7 separate regions of the Mus musculus genome follow, and all the other regions are linked to region 6. A link is a contact called in public HiChIP or PLAC-seq and promoter capture Hi-C data. All regions are on one chromosome and are shown on one strand. The core of a region is the stretch at or near the end of the contact, and the rest is flanking DNA. Distances in the headings are between cores, read along the strand shown. Region 1 overlaps Gm6936 (predicted gene 6936). Region 2 overlaps Cd47 (CD47 antigen (Rh-related antigen, integrin-associated signal transducer)). Region 3 overlaps Gm4827 (predicted gene 4827). Region 4 has its middle 7.8 kb from the start of Gm16619. Region 5 has its middle 18 kb from the start of Gm16619. Region 6 holds the start of Dubr (Dppa2 upstream binding RNA). Region 7 overlaps Gm15518 (a long non-coding RNA gene).

Evidence for each region. Promoter capture Hi-C pulls out the DNA fragments that hold promoters and counts their contacts. HiChIP or PLAC-seq counts read pairs in DNA pulled down with a chosen protein or histone mark.
Region 1: an H3K4me3 HiChIP or PLAC-seq map of bone marrow-derived macrophages shows a contact between it and region 6, with 4 times the contacts expected there. The contact joins the enhancer-like site here to the promoter of Dubr in region 6. A contact is called at or near these places in 3 of 39 promoter capture datasets (the 3T3-L1 cell line and pre-B cells), 7 of 115 datasets of contacts at active chromatin or transcription factors (CD8 T cells, astrocytes, bone marrow-derived macrophages and 4 more) and 1 of 9 other capture datasets (embryonic stem cells).
Region 2: a promoter capture Hi-C map of liver shows a contact between it and region 6, with 4 times the contacts expected there. The contact joins the enhancer-like site here to the promoter of Dubr in region 6. A contact is called at or near these places in 14 of 39 promoter capture datasets (the 3T3-L1 cell line, 3T3-L1-derived adipocytes, cranial neural crest and 9 more), 1 of 484 Hi-C or Micro-C datasets (cortical neurons), 9 of 115 datasets of contacts at active chromatin or transcription factors (the 230-238 cell line, acute myeloid leukemia, bone marrow-derived macrophages and 5 more) and 1 of 9 other capture datasets (embryonic stem cells).
Region 3: a contact with region 6 is called in a promoter capture Hi-C map of second pharyngeal arch cranial neural crest, with 2.4 times the contacts expected there. The contact joins the enhancer-like site here to the promoter of Dubr in region 6. A contact is called at or near these places in 9 of 39 promoter capture datasets (the 3T3-L1 cell line, embryonic stem cells, frontonasal cranial neural crest and 5 more), 7 of 115 datasets of contacts at active chromatin or transcription factors (bone marrow-derived macrophages, embryonic forebrain, embryonic midbrain and 3 more) and 1 of 9 other capture datasets (embryonic stem cells).
Region 4: a contact with region 6 is called in a promoter capture Hi-C map of neutrophils, with 4 times the contacts expected there. The contact joins the enhancer-like site here to the promoter of Dubr in region 6. A contact is called at or near these places in 9 of 39 promoter capture datasets (the C10 cell line, the HPC-7 cell line, embryonic stem cells and 5 more), 1 of 115 datasets of contacts at active chromatin or transcription factors (large pre-B cells) and 1 of 9 other capture datasets (embryonic stem cells).
Region 5: an H3K4me3 HiChIP or PLAC-seq map of pro-B cells shows a contact between it and region 6, with 4 times the contacts expected there. The contact joins the enhancer-like site here to the promoter of Dubr in region 6. A contact is called at or near these places in 12 of 39 promoter capture datasets (the 3T3-L1 cell line, the C10 cell line, the HPC-7 cell line and 8 more), 1 of 115 datasets of contacts at active chromatin or transcription factors (pro-B cells) and 1 of 9 other capture datasets (embryonic stem cells).
Region 7: a contact with region 6 is called in a promoter capture Hi-C map of neutrophils, with 6 times the contacts expected there. The contact joins the enhancer-like site here to the promoter of Dubr in region 6. A contact is called at or near these places in 13 of 39 promoter capture datasets (the 3T3-L1 cell line, 3T3-L1-derived adipocytes, the C10 cell line and 8 more), 1 of 15 datasets of contacts at CTCF or cohesin (large pre-B cells), 12 of 484 Hi-C or Micro-C datasets (B cells, CD4 T cells, CD8 T cells and 7 more) and 7 of 115 datasets of contacts at active chromatin or transcription factors (CD8 T cells, bone marrow-derived macrophages, effector CD8 T cells and 4 more).

What each region holds. Positions count from the first base shown.
Region 1 is chr16:49,985,751-49,988,931 of GRCm38.p6, forward strand. All of the region lies in intron 1 of Gm6936 (predicted gene 6936), which reads left to right. Among named protein-coding and RNA genes, the nearest start is that of Gm6936, 6.9 kb to the left of the region's middle. Within about 2 kb of position 1,456, at least 39 of the 459 cell types and tissues checked have an H3K27ac peak or open chromatin away from gene starts, as enhancers often do. A contact at or near this core is called in bone marrow-derived macrophages and pre-B cells, where this site is marked.
Region 2 is chr16:49,904,645-49,908,155 of GRCm38.p6, forward strand. Cd47 (CD47 antigen (Rh-related antigen, integrin-associated signal transducer)) reads left to right here. Exons shown (of 9, transcript NM_001368415.1): 8 at 2,137-2,168. Among named protein-coding and RNA genes, the nearest start is that of Gm19723, 49 kb to the right of the region's middle. Within about 2 kb of position 1,632, at least 133 of the 459 cell types and tissues checked have an H3K27ac peak or open chromatin away from gene starts, as enhancers often do. A contact at or near this core is called in acute myeloid leukemia, bone marrow-derived macrophages, cortical neurons and 4 more, where this site is marked.
Region 3 is chr16:50,067,598-50,070,755 of GRCm38.p6, forward strand. The region is part of intron 1 of Gm4827 (predicted gene 4827); the gene reads right to left. Among named protein-coding and RNA genes, the nearest start is that of Gm4827, 3.7 kb to the right of the region's middle. Within about 2 kb of position 1,689, at least 29 of the 459 cell types and tissues checked have an H3K27ac peak or open chromatin away from gene starts, as enhancers often do. A contact at or near this core is called in bone marrow-derived macrophages, second pharyngeal arch cranial neural crest and trophoblast stem cells, where this site is marked.
Region 4 is chr16:49,791,157-49,794,236 of GRCm38.p6, forward strand. No RefSeq gene overlaps it. Among named protein-coding and RNA genes, the nearest start is that of Gm16619, 7.8 kb to the right of the region's middle. Within about 2 kb of position 1,540, at least 115 of the 459 cell types and tissues checked have an H3K27ac peak or open chromatin away from gene starts, as enhancers often do. A contact at or near this core is called in neutrophils and pre-B cells, where this site is marked.
Region 5 is chr16:49,817,162-49,820,487 of GRCm38.p6, forward strand. It overlaps Gm4633. Among named protein-coding and RNA genes, the nearest start is that of Gm16619, 18 kb to the left of the region's middle. Within about 2 kb of position 1,615, at least 116 of the 459 cell types and tissues checked have an H3K27ac peak or open chromatin away from gene starts, as enhancers often do. A contact at or near this core is called in the HPC-7 cell line, neutrophils, pre-B cells and 1 more, where this site is marked.
Region 6 is chr16:50,730,709-50,734,028 of GRCm38.p6, forward strand. It overlaps Dubr (Dppa2 upstream binding RNA), which reads right to left and starts at 2,065. Exons shown (of 2, transcript NR_028300.1): 1 at 1,710-2,065.
Region 7 is chr16:49,769,000-49,772,104 of GRCm38.p6, forward strand. It overlaps Gm15518 (a long non-coding RNA gene), which reads right to left. Exons shown (of 5, transcript XR_003951928.1): 3 at 772-3,105. Among named protein-coding and RNA genes, the nearest start is that of Gm15518, 5.4 kb to the right of the region's middle. Within about 2 kb of position 1,527, at least 80 of the 459 cell types and tissues checked have an H3K27ac peak or open chromatin away from gene starts, as enhancers often do. A contact at or near this core is called in 3T3-L1-derived adipocytes, CD8 T cells, the G1E-ER4 cell line and 4 more, where this site is marked.

The DNA of each region.
Region 1 (3,181 bases), core at 206-2,705, 750 kb before region 6:
ACTGGCTCGGAAATGCAGAGCAATACTATAACAATTTGTGACATTTAGACAAAGGAGTGTGTGCACACCCCACCTTGGCACATACTATGTGACTGTCATTGTCTAATTTCCTTAACAAGCACAGTGACTCCTTTATACAGACGGTTGAGCAGTGAGACCTGGTGTGGATGCTGAGGAGGAGGCAGGGATAAAGGAGGAATTGGTTTGTGCCTTTTCTTTTCGTTTTAAAACTAGCTTTGGCTATTTCTCCCACTCTCTCATTTCTTGCTTTCCTGTAGTTCTTTATGTAGGGGTGCATCCTCGTGGGCTTTTCGCCATCCGCCTTGGCATGTCAATTGCTAATGTCCTTGTTCGAGACATTTTTAGGCAGTCATGATAGTGAAACTTCATGGGTGTGGTATCACACCAATTGATTTACAAGGTCAACCTTGCAAACATACATAGAAGTAACGTTATACAGACTGAGCAGGATGTGTGTGTGTGTGTGTGTGTGTGTGTGTGTGTGTGTGTGTGTGTGTACATAAATGCCTGTAAGAAGAATTGCTGAAAGGAGGTCACAGAATATATACATATACATACATATATGTATATATATATATATATATATATATATATACACACACACACACACACACACACACACACACACACACATATATATATATGTGGGTTTGAAAGGAGGAAAGGGAATGGAGAAATCATGTAATAGTATTATAAACTAAAAAATAAAAGATATAAAGTTTTTACAAAGTAGCATTAATTTTAAGGGCTTTCACATGAAAAGGACGTATAGATTAGATGAGTCCCTGAAACAAATTTTCAGTAAGAACATGTCAAACCACAATGGTAGCTTCGTCTCTGACCCTAAGGATGACTTATTCCCTCTAGGGTTAATTACAGTGGCCTCTGAGAGGAAAGGACTTCTTACTAGTGAAAAGAGAAAAAAAAAGACACTCTGAAGCTGTGACATTTGCCGTCATGTAATTGGGATGCCCTGAAATCCTGGAGAGCAAGCACTTCTGGGAAAAACTGACCTGGGAGGTGACATGCAAGTCCACGGGCCTCTCTTCACACTCAAGGACACCTCTACAGGACTACAGGCTGTTTGCCACACAAGGGCATCACACAGAGTGGAAATAAAGGCTCCACAATTCAGTCCTTTCTATATTCATAAGCCCTACCTGGGGGTCAGGTCTGTCTGGGTTAGCAAATCTCCGTTCATGCACCTGGTTAGACCACAGAGGAGCCTGGCATCCTAGAGTACCTTAAAGGTACCACTTTCCTGTGCTTTCTATCGTCTTACCAAGCATCTGCTATCCTCTTTCACACGCTCCTACACAGCCATGCCCCATCTCCTGTGCAGCATAAAAGGGAAGGAGACACACCCATAGTTGTACTAATCACCGTGTCCTTGACTCTGTTGGCACTGTTCCCCTTCATCAGGAACTTCACTCCCTTCACTGTACTTCCTCTTCTGACCATCACCCCTCAAGAGATATCCGGCCGTTAGCTACAGTGACATACTCCATCAGATATCCATACCACATCCATATTCTTGTAACTGAATCCAGGCTAGACCTTGTGCAAAGTGAAACTTAATGTCAAATGTTCTTTTCCCACCAATAATTAACCCACCACCCATTAAATTAAAAGTCTTGATCTCAATAGGGGTTTTTCTTTTCAGTGTGTGTGTGTGTGTGTGTGTGTGTGTGTATGTGTGTGTGTGTGTTTGGTGCATATTTGTGTGTGTGTGGTTGGTATGTATGGTATGTGTGTGGTGTATATATGCATATGTGTGATGTGTATATGTGTATGTGTGGTGTTTGTATATGTAGTATGTATGTATGTGGTGTGTGTTGTTGTGGTGTGTGTACATGTATGTGGTGTGTATGTATGTGTATGTGTGTGTATATGTGTGGTGTTTATGATACATGTATGTATGGTGTGTGCAGGTGTGTGTGAAACTGAATGTACCTATTCAAATGTTTTCTCACTAATAATCACCCATTAAATGTCCTGATTTCAAAAGGTTTTTTTTTCCTTTTCATTGTGTGTATGTGGTGTATAAGTGTGTATATGTATGTGTATGCATGCTGTCTGTGTGTGGTATGTGGTATTCGTGTATGTGCTGTGTTTATGTATATGTGTATGTGTGTGATGTATGTATATATGTGTGCTGTGTGTGTGTGTGTGTGTGTGTGTGTGTGTGTGTGTAGTGTGGTGTGTGTGTGTGTGTGTATGTAGTGTGTGTGTCTGTGTGGTGTGTGTGTCTATGTGGTATATGTGTATGTCTGTGTGTGTGTTTGTGTGTATGTTTGTGTGACTCAGTGTTGGAGAGGGAAGCCAGAGGTCAACACCAAGTGTCTTCCTAAATTGCTTTCCTTCTTATTTTTTGAGACAGAGTCTCTCACAGAACCTGGTGCTCATCAGATAATTTAGATTAGCTGAACTCCAAAAGCTCCATCTCTACACTCCAAGTGCTGAGGCTACAAGTGGGCATAACCATGCCCCACCTTTACATTTTATTACTTCTTTGAGAATTTTATGCAATTTAGTTTAATCATATGTACCCCTCACTCCTCCCCCAACTCCTTCCAGATCCACCCCAACAACTTCATCTTTCTTTTTTTTTTTTTTTCATGACCCAGTTTGTGCTGCCCTCATAGGTGTGGGTGCGGGATCATCCACTGGGGCATTTAGGGTTCACATCACTAAAGAAAACAGATTTTCCATCCCCTCAGATTATTCATCCATCTGTATCCTTTCAGTTAGGAGTGGGGGCTCACGAGTCCCTTTCCACTCCATGCAAACATGCTGGCTAGTTTGATTGTGTGCAGATCATGGGAGCGTAGCCATAACTGCTTTCAACTAGTGATTGGAGCCATCCTGCCATGTCCAGAAGACACTTCTTCTCTGGCCCTCCCCTTCCTCTAACTATTACAATCTTTCTGCCCCTCTTGAGGAATGGTTCCTAAGACTCAGAGGAGGGGTTGATGTCCCATTTGTGGGTGAGCACTCCAGTGACAGGTGCTACACTGTGGTCATTTGTGAGTTTCTGTGAATATCACCATCCACTGCATGAAGAAACTTCTCTGAAGCGGCCTGACAGTTGCATTACTAGATGGTATTGAGGTACACATTTAAAGAGCAGTTAATGTAGCGAAAGAGTAGTAAGTAGGGG
Region 2 (3,511 bases), core at 382-2,881, 830 kb before region 6:
AATTGCAAACGGAAACCTCTCTGAGCAAGGTTGAGAGCAGCATAAATCTGGCTTCCCCCGTGACTCTCAGTAGAACACCGTTTTTTTTTTTTTCTATTTTTGAATTTGTGCACACACTACTGTGCTTTCTCAGTCTTTTATCACTGAATGTGTCCTTCGACATTCTCATACAGGTGTTTATAGAATACATTCTGATTACTGTCACCCTCCATGTGGCCTTTCCTCAGCACCCCATCAACCCACTCTCCTCCCTGCAAATCTCGTTGCTGTATTCATGAGATACAGCATGGAACTCTTTGTGTTTTAAGACTCAATGGGTTTAACCAGGGCCATCTAAGTGACCATGAGTTTGGAATGGTCTACTGGAGCCCGACAGGCTCATGAGTATTTATTCAGCTGAGGGAATGCCTCTCCAGGGCTCAGAATCTTTCCTTAGCCATTTCTTTGATGGAAGGGATCCAGGCCTCTTGGGTCCCCCTCCCCCCCCATCAGCACCTGGCTTCTGACAGGCCCAGTCTTGTTGAGGTGTACTGCAGGCAAGTGTAATTGCGTTGGGTTCATGGTTAGAATGTGTGTAGCATGCCCAGAAGATAGCAGTCATGTAGCTCTGGTTTCTGTCGTCCACCCCTTATCTTCCTTCTGCCCTTTCTTCCCCAGTGTTCCCTGGGCCTCAATGGGGGATGGGGTAACTGCCTCATTTATAGCTGAGCACTTACTTCTCCCTGTTACTTGAGTTCAGTTTACGTAACTTAAGAATGACTGCATTTTTCTCCCAATCTCCTGCCTAACTGTGTGATACACTCCATAGCTGCTTCTTTCTTCATTCCCACCACTCCAAATTCTTCCTTGCCTACTTTCTCTCTTCTTTTGAAACCTGTCCCTCCTATCCCTATGTTTCTAGTTGTTTGTAATTTAACCTCTTCTAATTCTAGTGGTAATGTGATGTGTATGTCTGGCCTGGTGGCTGCACTTTTCCAGTTTGAGAAAGCCTGGTCTTCATTAGCGTTAGACGCTTGCTGAGTCTGCACGGGCAGGGTAGGGGAACTTGGCTGTCTTGGGCGTGCCTCTGTGTGCTAGCCAGTTGGGTTTCTGTGGAATCCTATAAGCCCTAACACTGTTTCTCGGCAGTCCAGAATGACTGGGAAATTACTCTGCATTGCTCCTGCCTTAAAACTACATTGTGTATTCCGCTGTGGCTCTCGGAGTGCTTACACTGTTTAAAAAACCTGGAAGCTTGGAGTTCTCAAACTGAGATGGGTGGGGTAGGAAATTGTGCCTAGGAAAAGAATCCTGAGTTGTTGAGAGACTATTTCTGGTCACGTTTTCCTGTTCTTGGGACACAGGCTATGTGTTAAGACCTGCTTTCCTTGCTCTCTATGGCTCCCTGAACTGGTTTTACAAGGAAGTTTTCTTTTCTTTTTTCTTGTCTTTTTTTAAAACCAGTCTAATGTTGTTCTTTTCCCTCTTGTCATTTAGTTCCTGCCCTCTATTATTGCATCTTCATTAGCTAATCTGTGCAGAAGCAGTAAAGGTTGCAACTCAAAACACCAGGGAGGAATACACAGAGGGAGGAGCCCTGGTTTGGTTTGAAACTACCAATCTGGGGTAGCTCTAAGCTCGAGGGAGGGAGGGAGGGAGGGGGCGTTGAAGGGCTCATGCTTTGTTGTAGCGTGCTAGCTGCCTAGAGCTTTGAGGACTGGGAATATGAGAGAAAGGAAGAAAAGGCTGCTCAGTTCGGAACAAGGAGAGTGTGTTGAGAGAGGGGAAGTCACTCGTTGCCCTATTCTGGCCATCCCAGCTGGGAAGGAGAAAGAGATGGTACCCTGGTAACAGTGAGTAGTTGACAGCCTCTCTTCAACATGAGGTATGACAGGTATCTGACATGAGAGAGGCATGTGCACATGAGTGAGTCTATTTTTTTTTATTTGCTGTAGGCATCTCTTTGCTTTTCTCCTGTCAATGCATTTAATCAAGAGTCCTCTGTAGTTTTCAAGTAGACCATCAAAGCTACAACTCCTGCACTGGAGTCTCTAGTACCTTCTGGCTTTAGTCCTGAACATGTATGTTATCTTAAAATTAAGTATTATATTGCTTTATGTATCTTATTGGTTGCATTTATGCTTTTATTTATACCAGCTTCCAACCAGAGGACTATCCAACCTCCTAGGGTAAGTCCAAGTTTATGAAATTAATTAAAAGCAGTTGTTTGGTGGATTAAAATGAGGGGTTGGAACATTGGACTGTTTGGTTCTATGCTTAATGTGACATCAAATTAAGGCAATGCTGAAGTCATTTCAGGGCCTGTGTATGAATAGGTCTGTTTGTGTCATAAGATTTACCTTGAGGCATTTAAGTACTGATGAGACAGAAGTGTCCCTGTAAGTTTGTACTCCCTATGTAGATGCAGAATCTATGAGGGGGAATATAATTATCTCTTCCATCAGCAGGAAGCTGATTCCACTGTGTCTCCCCATCTGTTGGATTTGTGTGATGTGAGTTTATAGAGTGACAGTTTTGAGCACGACATTAAGGAAGAAAAGTTTGTGTTAAATTGACTTCCTTAAAAAGTATAGTCTGTAAGGTATATGTTGTTGAAGAGATCCATTCCAAATAATGACCTACGATTTTATCAGCATTTTTCCTTCCTAAAGGTTTTATTGTATTTGAATACCTCCATAAGGTCTTTGGGAAAATTCTAAGAAAAAGATCAAATTCAGGAGGAAATGTATGAGAAAAAAAATTACTGTATAAACTCACCATGGTGACAGACCTGAGAGTTCTTACATGGAATTAAGATCTGAAGTGGGAGTATATTGGACTCAGCTTCCTGTCCACAGTGACTGGCAGATAACTCTGGCAGCCTCTAAGGACACGCCCAAAGGGCGGGCTTGGGAGAATGTGTTAATTCACCTCTGCCTCTTATTCTGAGGAGACTGGTGACACAGCTGTGTTAGCCACAAGCAGCTAACAGTTCTCCTAGAGCCGCTTAGAGATAACCTAAGCAATGGACCGTTAAATCCTACCAATTTTCTTGCTGTTACTGAGTTCAATTTGCATGATGTGAAAATGATTCTGCTTTGCTACCATCTCTTATTTAACTGTGTTTTCTATCTGTTACTGCAATTTGCATGTTTGTACATTAATACTTTTATAAGAATTTCTTGAACTGAGAATGGTGGGTGGAGTAGGGAATTATTCACAGAAAAAAATACTAAGAGAATAAGGCAGCTATTATTAAACTATTAACTAGCCTTGGGAAGCTTTGTTTCATTAGCTTTTGCTGTCTCATTTTGCTTTTAGACCATAGGATTCTCCACTTATAATACAAGTTCAATGATAGTGTAAGTTTTAGCATAAAACACATAAAGTAATGTACATTTTCTATAAATATATTTTAAATATTTTCCAGAAAGCTGTAGAGGAACCCCTTAACGGTATGTGATCATTATAAGTCTGGGTCTATTAGCAGATCGTAATTTGAACTGATCCTCAAAGACGTTAGAATGCCCAC
Region 3 (3,158 bases), core at 439-2,938, 660 kb before region 6:
AAAAAAAGGAAAGGAGACACTTAACAGCACAGAGGGTAGGCAGCTGTCCAGCTCTTGTGTTGTTTAAGGCTTATTGTAAATATAAAGTCTGTGAGTATGTTCTTTATTCAAGAGCTCAGTAACCAAAGGCAGGGTAGAAACTCCTGGCCAAGATTTAAATATTTACTATAACAGTAGACTAGTACTCCCTCAGCTGAGCTACACCCTCTGGCCTCTGTATGTATTCCAGAGTCCAATTCAATGATAATGGAGCTAAGAAAAAAAGGAGGTAGTTTATAGGGCTAGTGTGAAATACATATAAAATGAAATTATTAAGCACAGCAGTTTATTCATACAGGTTTTTCAGAGATCTGCTTAGAAGTAACTGAAAGATCTCTTCTCCTTTTCTTTTTAAAAGATTACAAGGGGAGGAGGAAGGATGGAATAAGGGGTTTGCAGAGGGGAAACCAGGAAGGGGGATAACATTTGAAATGTAAATAAATAAAATAACCAATAAAAAGGCAGACAAAAGTCTTTACCAATGCTACTGGCAACCTCCAGGACCTGATGGTGAAACCCTATTGCTGTAGACACCACATACATAGTATAGAACATGGAGAAATCAACCTGGTATTCACCTCGATGCTTCATTCCTATTGGATGCTAGAAGGTCCTCTACAGGCAGCTGGATGAGGAAGGTAACCATCAGTCTCACCTCTCTGTGAATCGTGTGAACCACAATAATAACAGCCTGACAGGACATGCCCACTGATGCACTAGTGGCATGACGTCATGGGAAACCAACCACTTTCTCCTCGGATGTAAGTCCCACTCCACAAGATGAAACCTATAAGTGGTGCCATTACTGTTCCAAGTGCCTTTAGCTAGATGGGTCACTGGCCTAGGGGAGAACTTACTACTAATATACTCCTAAATAGATATAGTATTAATCCAACTTCTAAAGACTTCTAATACCTATAGATACTTGTAAAGTATTTAAACTTTTTAAAGACTCTGGGACTCTCAAAGTTGTACTGTATTTTATATCATGATATTAATATGAGATCTTGGAGATAAATAAAGGAAAGGTGTTGTGTTTATGTATCAAGCTGCCAAGGTGTGAAGTCTCCTAGCTTCAGCTGTTAAAAAAAGAAAAGTCACAAGGCATAACGGAGAGATACAGATTTTGTCCTCAGTCGTGAATTTGAACAGACTCCATCTTCTTACTGTAAGTGTGGCTAGGCATTTGGGCGTCTCCTGAGCTACACTCTCATTTGAGGTGGATTGAAATCATAAAGCTGTACCATTCCTGTAAGGAAGTGACATCAAATCACTAGCAATGGATCACAGTCAGCCAAGGTCCTGTAGATGCCTTGTATTCCTGTGGATAAGAGCAACTGAAGGTCTAAGCTGTGAGGAAGAGAAGCAGAGAGAAAGGGAGCAATGTTGATCGGGAAAAAGAGAGCACATGAAAAGCAAAGTTGCATTCATTCTCACTTTTCATCAAGGCCCCAACTTTCATGAACAGGCATCAACCATTGAAAAAAGGAGCAAAGTCACAGGGCATACACTAGGAGAAAAGGAAACTTGCAGAGCATAGATCAGGAAGAAAGGGGGCGGGGCGCTGTCCAACAGCTACAGCACAGCAGAATGGCTAACAGGACATGCTATCAGCACAAAGGCATGGAAGCAGGAAGTTGTTGGGGGAGGGGCACTTGTGGCTTCAAGGTTTTTCAGCTAGTAATATTTACATGTTTGCCTGATTATAGACGGAGTACAGGATCACATCAGAAATTTAAAACCCACAGAAAGACAGAACTCTCAGATGAAAGTAATTTGTAGCACGGAAGTTTATTCTCTGTTATTGGGGTTAGCCCTGGTGGTGTTGCACATATATATTTGTCTTTCTTGTAGCATTTGGGTTTATTTTATAAACACAGCATGCCTACTATTTCATGTAGCACCACTCTCCCGCTTACCCTTCAGGTGTTTCCTCTTTTACAAGGTTAAAATTTTCAGCATAAAAACAATAAAGAATCTAGAATAGTCCCAAGGACCCATAACCTAGATTCAACAGAGCTCAAACCACAGCCAACTTTTATCTATACACTGTCTACTTCTCTCATGAAACTCCTAATGTTAGCTTGAAGCAAAACCCAGATCGCAAAGGAACAATGTACAAATATGTGCACGTGAATGTCTCCACAGCCTGGTAGTTCCAGAAACATTGTTGAAGTGATATTGTCATTTCTGAAAAAATATTAACACTTTGATATCATCAAATGTGCGTTTATTATTTACTTTTTCCTAGTTGTCAATATATTTTTACTATCCGAATGACCATCAGACTTCTGGTATGTGAGAAAAACAAAACAAACAAACAAAACAAACAAAAACCCTAGGCTTACACTGGAGATATTGAAGAAACTCATGATGTATTTTATTCAAAACACAAATGAAAAATACTTTAGGTATATTTACTCAAAAAGCCTAGAAACAAGGTCTAGCCTAAATAACAAAGAATAGCTCTCATGCCTCATTCTGGACTCTGTTATCATTTCCCACTAAGGGAAGTAAGGAATTTTTAGGGGGTTGCCAAATTCGAAATCATGGAATGATCAAGAAATGAACAAGATAGACGTGGAACATTTTAAACTAAAGGCAAAAAAAGGCCAGGGTCACCTCCAAAGGATCCAGGACCTTAAGGAATCACTCTATGGCCAAAGGTGTGGCCACTGTAACACCAGAAAGGATGACTACATTGGAGTTACCAAGGTCTATCAAATAAGTGTAAGCTCATGAGCTCCAGGCAGCAGACACAAACACTTCAAAGCAATTGTGGCTCACTTCAAAGAAACAAAACTAGTATCTTAATAACACAATTAAGGGGGAAAGTATTAATCACTCATCTTGGTTTTCCTTCTAAAATTATACCCTAAACAAATGGCTAGTAAAATTATTTTTATTTAATATCCTAGTTTGAGAAAGTGGAAAGATGTTAAGATTTCAGCCTTTTTAAAAAAATGACTGTAACCTCATCAAAGAATAAATAAGAACAAAGAAAACCAACCACTCACCATCATTTTGCTTATTTCCTCTCTAGGTTTGAGGCACTTTCCTGGCAGAGCCCTCTGACACTGAAACTTGGCCATGAGGTAGCTCTGAATGACAGAATATGA
Region 4 (3,080 bases), core at 290-2,789, 940 kb before region 6:
AGCAACACAGACCTTAGCTACACTTACACTGCTGACCTCTGTTACGGAGAGACGCTCTGCACAAACTGCAAACCTCACTAGGAATTCCCCAGGACTCCTTGGGAGTGGTCAACAGCATCCTCTTTGGTAGAGGACAGGTTTCCTTTCCTTCTTGTGTTAACCCACAAGCCTACCCTCCATGCTCTGGAAGGCTGAGTTTTTATCCACTCGTATTCTAATCTACTTCCTCCAAGTTCACCTAACTCTCTGAGCCCTACCACTGTCCTTACAGTGGGATAGTACCTATAGTACACTGAGCCAAAACTCCTATATTTTGTATTCCTAAGGTACCACTGAAATGCTTTTCTCTGGCTTTTCCTTCTTGAAGACTTGGGCGATGGTTGTGGCCATGGGGATATTTTATTTTTGTTTCTGTTTTATGCACCATTTTTGGTAAAAAGTATTATTTCAACTTATAAAGCACAGACCCTGTCACTGGATAAAACAGAGACGCCAGAGCGCTTGAGGAATATTTTCTGTGTATTGAAAGTGCTTATGTCCAGAACAGATCAAGGTTATGTTCCTTAATCATCTACCTCTGATGCTGAGAGAACTTCAGACACACTTAAGGGATTCTTGGAATCTCTTATTTTCGAGCAGTAATTTCAGAAGTCCATCAGCAAGACTTTTGAGGCTTCTAAAATAACTAAGTAGGAGACATCAGGAAACGCCATCTGGCCTTTAATTGCTATCTGGCTTTCTCCTAACCCATCATATTCCTATAGTTCCTGAGATCTTTAACATTGTTCTCATGTTTTTCAAAAGTATTTACTAAGATCCTTTCAGCAATCGATCAAAGAGCTAACCATCGTGAATTAGTGTATAATGGTATGTGTACATTAATACACATGAGGCTGCACACAGGGCTCACCACTGAACTAGAAGAGGGGACAGTTTCCCAAGTGATCTCATTGACGGGTGGCAAGTGCCTGACAGGATACACTCACCGGCCAGCTTTGGTGGCAGCCTCTAACCCAGGAGATGGGGTGGGGTGGGGTGGGGGGGGTTGTGAATCTTCCTAGAGGAACAAATATTTTCCATCAATCTCATCTTGGGTTTATTTATCTTTTAAAAAATAAATACCATTTTCAAGAAATGCTATTAGAAGACAGGAACTCTAGAAATATTAGCACACATTAATGTCCATAAGTCAAGGTCCTGAGTTAAGTAAATATTAGAATCATTACTTTCTAGATGGCACCAAGAGAAAGAGAGAAATCATACCGGGGGCTCTGTTTAAAGAGCAGGGAGCTATTTCTGTGGGGTAGGTTTATCAGGAGAGGTGACGTGCCTGGTGGTGCAGACAGGTCAAAGCACAGAAACAACACACAGGGCACAACCTACATTACAGTTTTGCCTAAAGCCTGAGCTAATCTTGAGCTCTGCTTTACCCTCCCACTCAGCAGGGAAAATGCCCAGCTGGGCTTCCAGAGTGGAAGTGAAGTGTAAGGAGGAAGTGGCTTTTAAAACTCTGACGAAGTGTCTACAGTTGTTGTGTGCCAAAACGAGTTTGCCTGGAAATTTTCCCATTCTGACGTCCTTCGGGTTGTCTCTTGGACCCTTCCGTATCGTAGCTCTTGTGTGACTGAAACCTCTGCATAAAAGTTCGTTATCCTATGCTTGGCAGGAGCATGTGCCAGCACCCGTGTGTCCTCCTTCCCACAATGCTTCACAAGAACCAGTAAACGAGTCCTCTATTTATGATCTACAAGCTTTCAACTAAAAACCACCACAGTGTAATTATATAGGCACTTGGAGATGTAATACACGACCTGTAACCCCAACCTTAGCCTGTGCCCCCTTCTTTTTTGATCCAATTTGAAACTTTTGTGAAGTGATTGACTGCAAAGGTGCCCTCTATTAAGCAAGTTCTAGAAGGTGTTTTCTGCAAAATGAAATGTGTTCCCATTTAAGCTATCCCTAATAGGAATTTTGCTTCTACTCACCCTCCTGCTGTGAGTGAGGCTACACGCCTATGAGTCAGGACCCTCTCTCTCCCACCTTCCAGGAAATCCAACTTAGAGTTGGCAGTTCTGCTCTACACAACAAAGACCTGTATTATTGCGTCTCAGTGTGAAACTGTGGAAAGATTTCAATATCACCTCACAGTTTGGACAGCATTCACTTTAACCCACCAATAAACCTGTGAAGACAGAAGACTGGTTACATATGTCATTCTGTTTACCAACTTTACTCTATGGATTAATGTCTTTAAAATTGAATCCATTGTCTTTAAATAAAACTGAATCCATCAGTGAAAAAGAAACATTACATGGGCCAGCAATGATGCTGAAATACCTATTACTGCTTTCTGTAGCATTCACCATCAATGCTTTCCTAGCCTTGGAAATCCTTGTTTGAGAAGAATTTTCTAAGCATCCTTAACCCCATTAGGTCCAATAAGGAAGGCCAAGAGCGGTGAGATGTTAAAGGTCCTTGTTGAATGCAAGGTTACCATGGAAAACAAGATTTTAAAAATGAAAGTGAAAAGTGAGGGATAGATTAGTGAGTGCACACTTGCTTTTAGAGCAAGTGGGAAGACTTGAGTTCAAATACTCAGAACCGTGCGAGGCTACAAGTGATAGCATCGATCTGTAATCCTCGCACATCAATGTGCTGACGTAGGAGTGGAGAAGCCCCTCCCTGAAGCTTGCAGGCCAGCTAGCTGGTATTTACAGTGGGGAACAACAAAAAGAGACACCCTGTCTCGAAAAAAGGTGGAAGAAGAGGCTACTGAAGAGGTGCTCACTGTCCTCTCGTAGCACGCCAGTCCCCTGCACACACACACACACACACACACACACACACACACACACACACACACAGTCCAAAGTGGTGAGAAAGAAGAGTTGTTGCCTGTGAATGGAGAATGAATCATCTAATAGAATGATTCTGAAAGACTAATAGCAAAGCATCCAACACACAAGCATGGCACTCCTGGGCTAACGGATAGTACCAGCCAGAGGATGATGGAGACACTGGAAAACTTTTGGACAGTTGTGTATCTAGACACTTCGTGGGTACCAGCTTCAAATTAATTC
Region 5 (3,326 bases), core at 365-2,864, 910 kb before region 6:
TAGGGATGGCACCACCCATAATGACCTGGGCCCTCCTGCACTGATCACTAATTGAGAAAATGCTATACAGCTGGACCTCATGGAGGCATTTCCTCAATTGAGGCTCCCTTCTCTCTCTGTTGATGCCTCTAGCTTGTGTCAAGTTGACACACAAAACCAACCAGTACAGAAGGCAACTGTGTAGTAAGGTATATTAGTCCCACATTATATGAAGAATTAGTAAGGAAACAGACTGTTTCACATGGGAAAGTGAAACCCAGGTTTCATAGTAACTGACCTGATGGAGTTGAGATTCTATTTTAAAGAGGAAAGAAATAGGCTCTTCCTATATGGTTCTTCAAGAATGACCCAAGAACAAAAAAGATATTTTGGCTTGATGTTAGAAATAATTTTCTCAAAATTAGAGAGGTCTCTGTGTGGAGTAAGATGATGCCCTTATGAAATAGTGATTTCTTAGGTGTCAGTTCAAATACCCGTAGTGCATCTTATGGTGAGCGTTTTTGTCAATCAATCCATCAGTCAATCAAAGAAGATGCTGTAGTTGGAAAATTTTTTGCCCCTGTCCAAAATTCATGCTGAAGTTTAACCTCTGTGTCAAGACAAGGGAAAACACTGTCTGTTTTCCATCTATTCTCCCTCACAGTCAATACAGAATTTCTGTGACCTCAAAACACAAATTTTTCCCAACCAGAAGGCAGTTCTGCAGCAGTGGACAGCAGCTGCTCTGCTCTAATCCATATCCTCCTCTCTAATCCAATTTAATTCTGACACCATCTTTCTTGAAATAACATCAGGGCTTACAGGTTGGGGCTCAGTTCCCAAAACTGCTTTGAATTCCGGTCACACGGCCAAGATTATTCCACCTGCGCTTTGAGCAATAGGGAGAGGGCTCTGGTGCCTCTTCCTGGAATTTGATTAATTCGCTTGAGTCAGTCACAGAATTTGAGGAAGCATTGATATTTGAAGATGTGTTCTTCTAAAGGATACAAATGAATATATGCATAGTGAGAGTTTAGGAGATAGGGACCCTAGCTTCCAAGCCCTCTCCAGCCACTCTCTATGAACGTCCATGTGTTCAGTTAACAGGAAGCTCTCTGAAGTTTGTCTTTCCGGGTTTTTAAGAAGGTTCCCTACACAGGTATGCTGGCTCACAGGCTGGGAGAGGAAACCCAGACTAGAGAATTAAAACAAAACTCTTCTGGAATAAGGAGAGTATTATCACATTGAGGCAGCCTGAAGATCTTCTTTATGGCTAACTGAAGACTGGAAGATTAGAACTTTAAAGACGCACCACTGTTAGGAATTTATAATCTGGGGAATTTTCCTTAGGAAACGTAATCTAGGAAAGTCATTTCCCTTCAGTATAAACGTTCTTTCTTGGAGACACCTAAGATTCAGGAAATAAAAAATAAAAATGAAAAAAAAATTTAAAAAAGTACAAGACTCGGCAAGTTTTTAAAACTTACAAAATTTGTTGTAGTTTGCTTTCTGTTATGTGATAAGCAAGAGGGCCTGGGAAGGAAGCTTCATTTCAGCCTATAGGGTATAGTCAGTCTATAAATGCAGGAAGTTAGAGCGAGAAGTCAAGGCGGGAACTTAGAAGCTGGAACTGAAACAGAAACCACAGAAGAACATTGTTTACCGGTTTTATCTAGCTCTTGCGCAGATGGCTTCCTTAAGTAGCCCAGGACCATCTGACAGGTGTGCTGGGCTCTTCCACATCTGTTAGCAATCAAGAAAATGCCCCACAGACAGCCTCACAGGCCACTCTGATGGACGCAACTCTTCAATGGAGGTTCTCTCTTAAGTATGTCAAATTGACAACCAAGATTGGCTATCATTAGCTAAATCTACCGCTTGTCAGCTTGACACACAAACACATCACTGTTAAACTATAACCTTTACTTTTTACCGGGATTGCATGTTAACATAACAATATAAAATGTCACACAGCCTCTAAAGTCCCAAGGTCTTTTTACATTTCAACACATGAAAGTTCAGTGTCTAAAAATCCAAAGCCTCTTATTTGTGGGTATCTATAAAAATCAAAACTAAATTGCATACATTCTATTTCCAAAAGCAAAGAATCAGGGAGAGCTCTAATCAGAATTCAGTAAAACTAAATGCCAACAGTTAGTTAGTTGGCTCAGTATCTGATATCTGGGACTTTCTCGTGATCTCTGGCTTCTAAGGGATTAAGGGACTCTATTTCTCTGGCTCTGCCACCCAAAAAGCACACACATCTAGGCTCAGGATGGCTCCATTCTATATCCATGACTGTTCATGGTAGTTATTCCACAATCACGGCATCTACAGCATCTTGGAGTCTCCATCACATGAAGCTTTACTTTTACCAATGGGAAATCTCCTGGTTTCTCTAGGGCCTCTAACACTGCTGCATGGTTCCACTCCTCAGCTTCTTTCCACAACCCCTTCAGTCTTGTAGTTCCCACACAGAAGCCGTCATCACAGGAAGGACTCTCAGACATTGTCAAATTAGCTGCCAATTTAAGATGCATTCTTGGTCCTGCCGCACCACAGCTTCAGAGTGCTGACTCTGCAAAAATGCTTTTTTTTTCTCCCTGAGTCATCATTGATCCAGAAGGCTTTGACTCTATGATGCTGGTCTCTTATTAATCATAACTGATTCTTCAGCCCCAGCTGACTGGCATCCATTCTCCCAGAGAAGCACAGGCTTCCCTTGGACAGTCTTAAAACGGCACACAAACAAACAGTCTTGGTAGAGGTTTTGCTTCCCTTAGAAATGGCACAATCCTAGCGCCATTGTCTGTATTTTGCTCAGTGCTATTTTTTTTTTTTATTTTCCTCTTCTTCTTCACTGACCTCCTCCCCCCACCTGTAGTTCCTTCCTACCTTCTCTTCTACTCAGGTCCATCCCCTTTCTGTCTCTCATCAGAAAACACACAGGCTTCCAAGGGATACAAATAAAACAAAATAAGAGGAAGAACAAGACAAAACAAAAACCAATACATGGGAATCGCACAAAACAAACCCTAGGAAAAGAGCTCGAGAAAAGGCAGAAGAAGCAGGTACAGACACAGAGTTGCACATTCAGGAACCCCATAGAAACATTAAACTAGAAACTAGAATATACATGCAAAAGATGTTTGGGTTGAAAAGAGGAGAAACTAAGAAATATAAAATAAAATAAATAAAAATAAGATTCAAAAAACAAAATCAAAGCCAAAAAAAAAAACATGAAATGATATTACAAGACAAGAAATATCCAAAAGTGCCATTAGGCTCTTTTTGTGTTGATCATCTCTAGCTGGGCACGCACCTACCCTTAAGAGTAGTTTGTTTCC
Region 6 (3,320 bases), core at 815-3,314:
ACAGTCAGAATTTATAAGTTTGAAGTCAAGTGTGACTGGCAATCAATAGACACAGCTGAAGAGCCCTTTACTAAAGAGGATATATTAGTGGTTAATAATGGCATGATTCTGCCATCAGTTAACAGAGGTTTTTGTAAATTAACACTATACAACCACCGGATGTTGGGGAAGGTGGAATACTGAGAATTCTTATCAGACCAGGCTAGTGTAACAGTACACATGAAAAGCTCGCACTGTAACTCTAACTGTAAGCACAGGAGATGTCTGAGCTATTCAACATACAGGCATATATATCGAGAGGTGTATTCATGTGACAACAGGTAAGATTAATATTTACCCATGTGAGCACTATTTGTAAGAACACGAAACCTGGAGATAAATGTACAGTATCACTAAGGGAAATTGGCCACACATTATTTGCTTACTACACGATTGGACTTTTAGAGAATGATCCCAACAGGCAAGTCTATAGGCAAGATTGTCGGTTGTTTGGGGCTTGAGGGATAAGGGCTATCTTTGGAGGGCATCTATGACCTGATAGTTATGGTCCCACAAAGTGAATATAAAAAAAAACCCAAATCACATACTTTAAATGGATGAATTGTATGGCTTGAACCATATCTCATTATTACCATTATTAATACAATATTTTGTGTATATCCAAAACACTGGAGACCACACAACATAAGAGTAAAAGAATATTTTTAAACGACCCAATTGCGTGAAACAGCATGCATAAACTCAAATACAGTGTGGAATGAAAGGAGCAGGGCACTGCAGACTATTGGATGGATAACTATTATGACAGAAAGAACAATTAGAATACTTAATGCTAAGGCAGTGTCTATATTTAGCATGAGTGTGCTTTCTTTGTTACGGACTGCGATGAAGGAGGCTTGTACTAGATTATATCATCTAGACTGTTGCCAGAGTATGTTTGTTTAAGTACTGAACTGCATTTGTAATCGGCATACTATTTTCTGTGCTGTTTTTCAACAAATGTTAAACAGCTTCAACAACCTAGTTGTTCAGTAAGTGGTCTTACCAAGTGAGCACTGAAAAAAAAAGAGGGTTAAAAGCATACATAAAGCTTTTCAAGTTGTTTTAAGTTTGTTGGGATTATGTAGAATTTCAACATTCTTCTATACACTTTTCAGTATGTTTTAAATGATCACACTGGACATATCACAGCAAAAGAGACATTATCAAAACACAATAGTTTACCTTTTTACACTAAGCCAATTTATCCAAAGTGTTGGACTTTACTAGCCACGGAAAGTGACCGATTCAGAATAAAAGACTAGCCGGTTTGGCTACTGTTCTAAGAGGTTCCTGGCGGTCTTGACTGGTAACCGGCCAGGGGAGGAGGCGCAAACAGGTACGTGGGATTCCTGGGCTGGTGTTCAGAACCAGGTGCAATCGAAGCCTGGGCATCCTTACAGAAACTGGATCCTTTCTGCAAGCACCAGAGACGCGGCGCCAGCTCCCAGAAAGTGAAGGATTTGCCTGCCATCGCAAATCTGCAAGCGTTTAAGGCCGGCGGCCGTGAGTGGGTGTTTCCTCCTCCTATGCAAGGTTGTGAAAGATGAGTACGTGACAGATTTCGCTCTTCCTGGGGGGCGGGGGTGGGGTGGTCACAGAACTGGTAACTCTCTAATTGGCGACTCTCCAGAGGAATCTTAAAGCACGTAAAGTTTTTTTCTTTTTACCTGGGCTGGCGTTGGCGGGTAAAGAGCGGGGTGTGGCCGGATGCCTTCCGCGGCTCAGGATGCCCTGAACGCTCAGGACGCTCGCACTCTTGGGGCGGAGTCCACTCTGTGTCAGGACACAGTCCCGTTGGGACAAGAGGAGACTCGCATCCCTTCAGCCGGCTTAGAGAAGCGGGAACTTCTTCGGACTCGAACAAGGTGCGATGCCACTCCGAGCAGCCTACGCGGAGCAGTTTCGCCTTTTTTCCATCGCCGGGATCTTCACCGTTCTGACAGGTCTGCCCGTTGCTTTGCAACTTTGCTAGAAGCGCGGCCTGGGTGCGGCTGACAGCTCTACGCACGCGCGGTGCCGGTCCACGTCCCGCCTACCTTAAGGCTCCTCCCACAGAGCAGGTCACGCCCACCGCTTAGCTTTGGCTGCTGGCTGAGCTGCGGCTAGGAACCAGTCGCCGCTGGTGCTGTGGGCGGAAGAACACACACTGGATTCTGAATTAGTTGTGAACAGTGTCTACCTTCCCCCAGAGATAACATCCATACTAGACCTGTGTAAGCGGCGAGATCCTGTGCTTCAACCTAGTTTCTCAGAATAAGCGATTTTTCTCCATCGGGGTTTCTCAAGCACCCGTGGTGGTAGAGATTCGGGCTAGGTGATCATACAATGTGTCCATAAGGTGAAGTGACTTAGTATTTTGCAGCATCCCCGATTTCTAGTCTCTGGGTGGCAGCTTCAATCTCCACCCCTCTTATCTCCCTGATTCTGAGCAACAAGAATATACTCGAATTCTGCTACGTATGTGCCCATATTTGACTACAGGCTTAAAATACAGCAGGGGTCAAGAAATGTAACAAGTTTAGTAACCTCTATCTGATAGAGTTAATATGATTTAATTTCCTCAGTTGTTCCAAAAAATATTCAATTTTTACTTTATCGTTTGTTGGTAGAATTTAAATCTAGGATTAAGTTGATTACATAACACATTTAGATGTCAATTATCGGTCTTCATTCCATTTAGTTCAGTTCTCCACCCCCTCTTTGCTGTTTTCTTGACATTGACTAGGATGGGTCTCCTCCCAGAGTATCCTTCACTCTCTCTATTTGACTGTTTCTGCATATTGGTAAGACTGGTGGAAATTTTACCTAGATGATTTTTCGGTTTTCAAATGACTGTCTACCTATTCTAACAAGATAACTTTATAAAATTCCTTTTCCTCTTTACTTCTAGGGATGTGAGATACCACCTATGTCAATTTCTACACTGTACATGAGTCCTGATCTATATAATTTTTCTTTTCCACATTGATTAGATATTGTCATATTCGAAATTTATCCTTTTTAATTGTAGTCTGTGCAGCGTATTGCAATGTCTGAAAGGGCTTAGGCCTGCCTCATTGCGGCTTGCTTTTACATTATTTTTTCCCATATAAACAATAGAATATAGCTTCATTAAAATACTTTTGGAGAAACGGAGAATAATTTGATGTGCTTTCCCATTGGAGAACGGAATTTATCTTTCCTTTTATTGAAAATCCAGTTCTGTGACATTCAACAAGACTTTCTAGTGTTTTCCATATAGGATGCTTACATGTCTTGCTTATAGCGTAGTCCCTTTT
Region 7 (3,105 bases), core at 277-2,776, 960 kb before region 6:
ATGGTATCTCTTCACAGAAATAGAAAAGTAACTAAGACAGAGGGAGAAAATCGGTTTTCTTCAAAGACATGACCCTTGAGAAACATAGGTCTACCATGTTCCAGATAGCCACACACCAAAAAGTTTGGGCTTCAGGCTCAATGGATTGAAAAAGAAAATAAATTGATAGGGTAAGGAGGCTGGATCTAAAGAGAGGTAGGAGGAGTGATTTTGATAAAAATACATTGTATGAAATTCTTGAAGATTAATAAAAATTTTAAATGCCTAAGCACTAAGTCCCCTTCTCGAGTTTTACCCCATAGACATGGGTGTTTTGTTTTATTATGTTTTAATTGTGGGAGGGTTATCAGGGATTTAAAAATGCTAATGTTGATATTCAGTTATCTACAGAATCACCCATCTGAAGATCTCCCCCTCGCCCCCCCATGTACAAGTAAGCAAAACATTTCAGTGTGAAGAGATTTGTTTTGTTTGTTTGTTTTTTGGATTTTTTTAAGACAGGGTTTCTCTGTGTAGCCATGGCTGTCCTGGAACTCACTCTGTAGACCAGGCTGGCCTAGAACTCAGAAACTCGCCTACCTCTGCCTCCCAAGTGCTGGGATTAAAGGCGGGCACCACCACACCCGGCGTGAAGAGATTTCTTTAAAGAGAACTTAAACTCATTTTTCTTCTCGAGTAGCTTATGAAATGCTAAGGCCCCATCTAATAAGTACCATAGATTAAATTAATACACAATGTTAAAAGAAACTCAAGAGAAATGAAAAGAACCACCTTTAGAAAACCGTTTGTCACCATCTTCACTGTTGTGAAGAAGTTCTCCCAGCTAGGCCTTCCTAGAAGAATTTCAGGTCCACAGCTCCTCCTACTCACCCGGTGTCCACCACACCCCTTATCAAGACCATGCATCCTGTTTCCACACATGCCCCTGGGTGACCTTCTCTAGCTCCTCTCAAAGGCTTGTGCATGGAAGAACCCTGGCCCACAAGTCCAGCCAACCAGATCCCAGTTCCAGGTGTGTTAGTAAGAATATATTCACAATATTCCTGGCACCAAATATGTGGAGTTGTCCACACCAACAGCCAGTTTCTTCCATCTTGCACATGTCCCCTTGCCCTTCTGACGAGTTGTGACTCAGCATAAAGGCCCTGGTCAGAACAATGAATGCTCTTGGTCTTCTCTGTCAGAGCCATGAGCCAAGGAACCTTCTATTGTTTGTCAGTTATCCAGACTGTCACTCTGTTACCCAAACTGTGAAGTTCACCAGATAGAACATCAGAGAGGGTGGGAAGCCCTGGTTGTCCTCATGGCTAACCCCCACCTGAAAACCTCAGCACCCCTTCATTTAGGGTTTTCTTCTTTTCTTTTCTTTTCTTTTCTTTTCTTTTCCTTTTCTTTTCTCTTCTCTTCTTTTCTTTCTTTCTTTTTTTTTTTTGAGGGATTTCATCATGTAGCCATGAAAACCTCAAAGTTCTAGGAAACTGCAAACTATTTGGAAACTCTGTGCCAACCGTTACAGCCAAAGGTCAGACTTATTTCTTCCTATGTCACAATTTCTCGGCTAAGAATTTCCTGTGTGGCTTTTGAGTCACCGTTCATCCTGGGTTTTCTCCGGTAAGGTGATAGAGTTATATTTTCCCTCCTGTCCAGTCGCTTTTCTTTTACCTTCTGTAAAATCTTCTGCAGGGTATGCTACCCATGAATCCCAATGTGCTAGTAAAAGTACAAAGTTGTTCATACAGCCACCGGTAGTGCTGGGATATTCTAAAACCTCCTAGTGCTAGACGTGCATGGTTGTGAATCTCCTGCCAGTGTGGGCATCAGCTTGTGGTAGGCTTCTAGAGTCAGCTCCTACCACCTCTGAAGTCAGTTGTTTGATATTCGGAAATTTTGAGAGCTAGGTAACTGTTGATAACTTCCCACCAGCCCATTGTGAGTGTTTACACCACAGGAATAGAAAAATCACTACAGATCAGACCGTTAGACAAACAGCCAGTTTACTCACATGCCGCTGACAACAGCAGTTTAATGTTCTGCATCGAGATAAGCAACAGTATTTTAAGGTACGTAGTTAAGGTACATTATTATCATATTGCTAGTTGAATTAGGCCAGATTTGTAAATTATTCTTCAAAAAAATCAGTCTACATAAAGCCACTCTGTGTGTCAAATGTGTATCCCCTGAACCATTTTATTGATACTATCCCATGGCCCTTTCTAAATATCACCTTTTACTGCTTCTCAAATCAATAGGCTAAGGCAGCCCAGGCATCTTGCTACAAGGTAGATTCAAAGATCATGCTTGTACAACTGAAATAATGTAGAATGCACAGCTAGTCCAATTATTTGACTATAAAAAAGCTAATTTAGCTCACTGCATCATTGATCCATTTAATTGTACAGCAGCTTCCTATTGATAACAGGAAATAGCCCGACCCAACTGTGCTGAAAATGGAAATGGCCGGTTTTCCATAACCATAAATTTAAATAAGGATTCTACCTTATGTGTGGAAACTAAAAAGCAAAAATCATAACCAAGGTTTGTTCAATATTTCTTATTTTTACTGATCTGTTTGTCTTGCATACTTTCTGGACTTTGTAAGTCATTAAATGTTAGCCTCTGTTTGAGCTCATGACTTAGTGTTTTATTTCGGATAGCTACTGTGATGAATCTAAGCTATCATATTCATTCTGCCCTTGGGAAGCATTCAGCAATCCCTCAGTATCGCAGAGGATGCTGGTGACCTAGAAAAACTACTTTCTGTGGTATTTCTAAGAAGCCTCTTGGTTCAGGCGGCTCCTGTTCACTACACATATGTAGTGTGGGTCAACGAACATTTGACAGATAACCACTTGTTTTGCTGCAGTGTGAGATATTAAGGGAGCCAAATGCAAATGAGGTGTAATCGCTTCCTTTACCAGCTCACAGTCCAGTGGGAAAGATACACACACACACACACACACACACACACATAAACACACACACACATACACACACACACACACACACATACACACACACACACACAAACACACACACACACACACACACAGAGTTAAAATGCTTATAACAGTAAGTTTTATGATAGACAAACAAACTTTAGTGAGA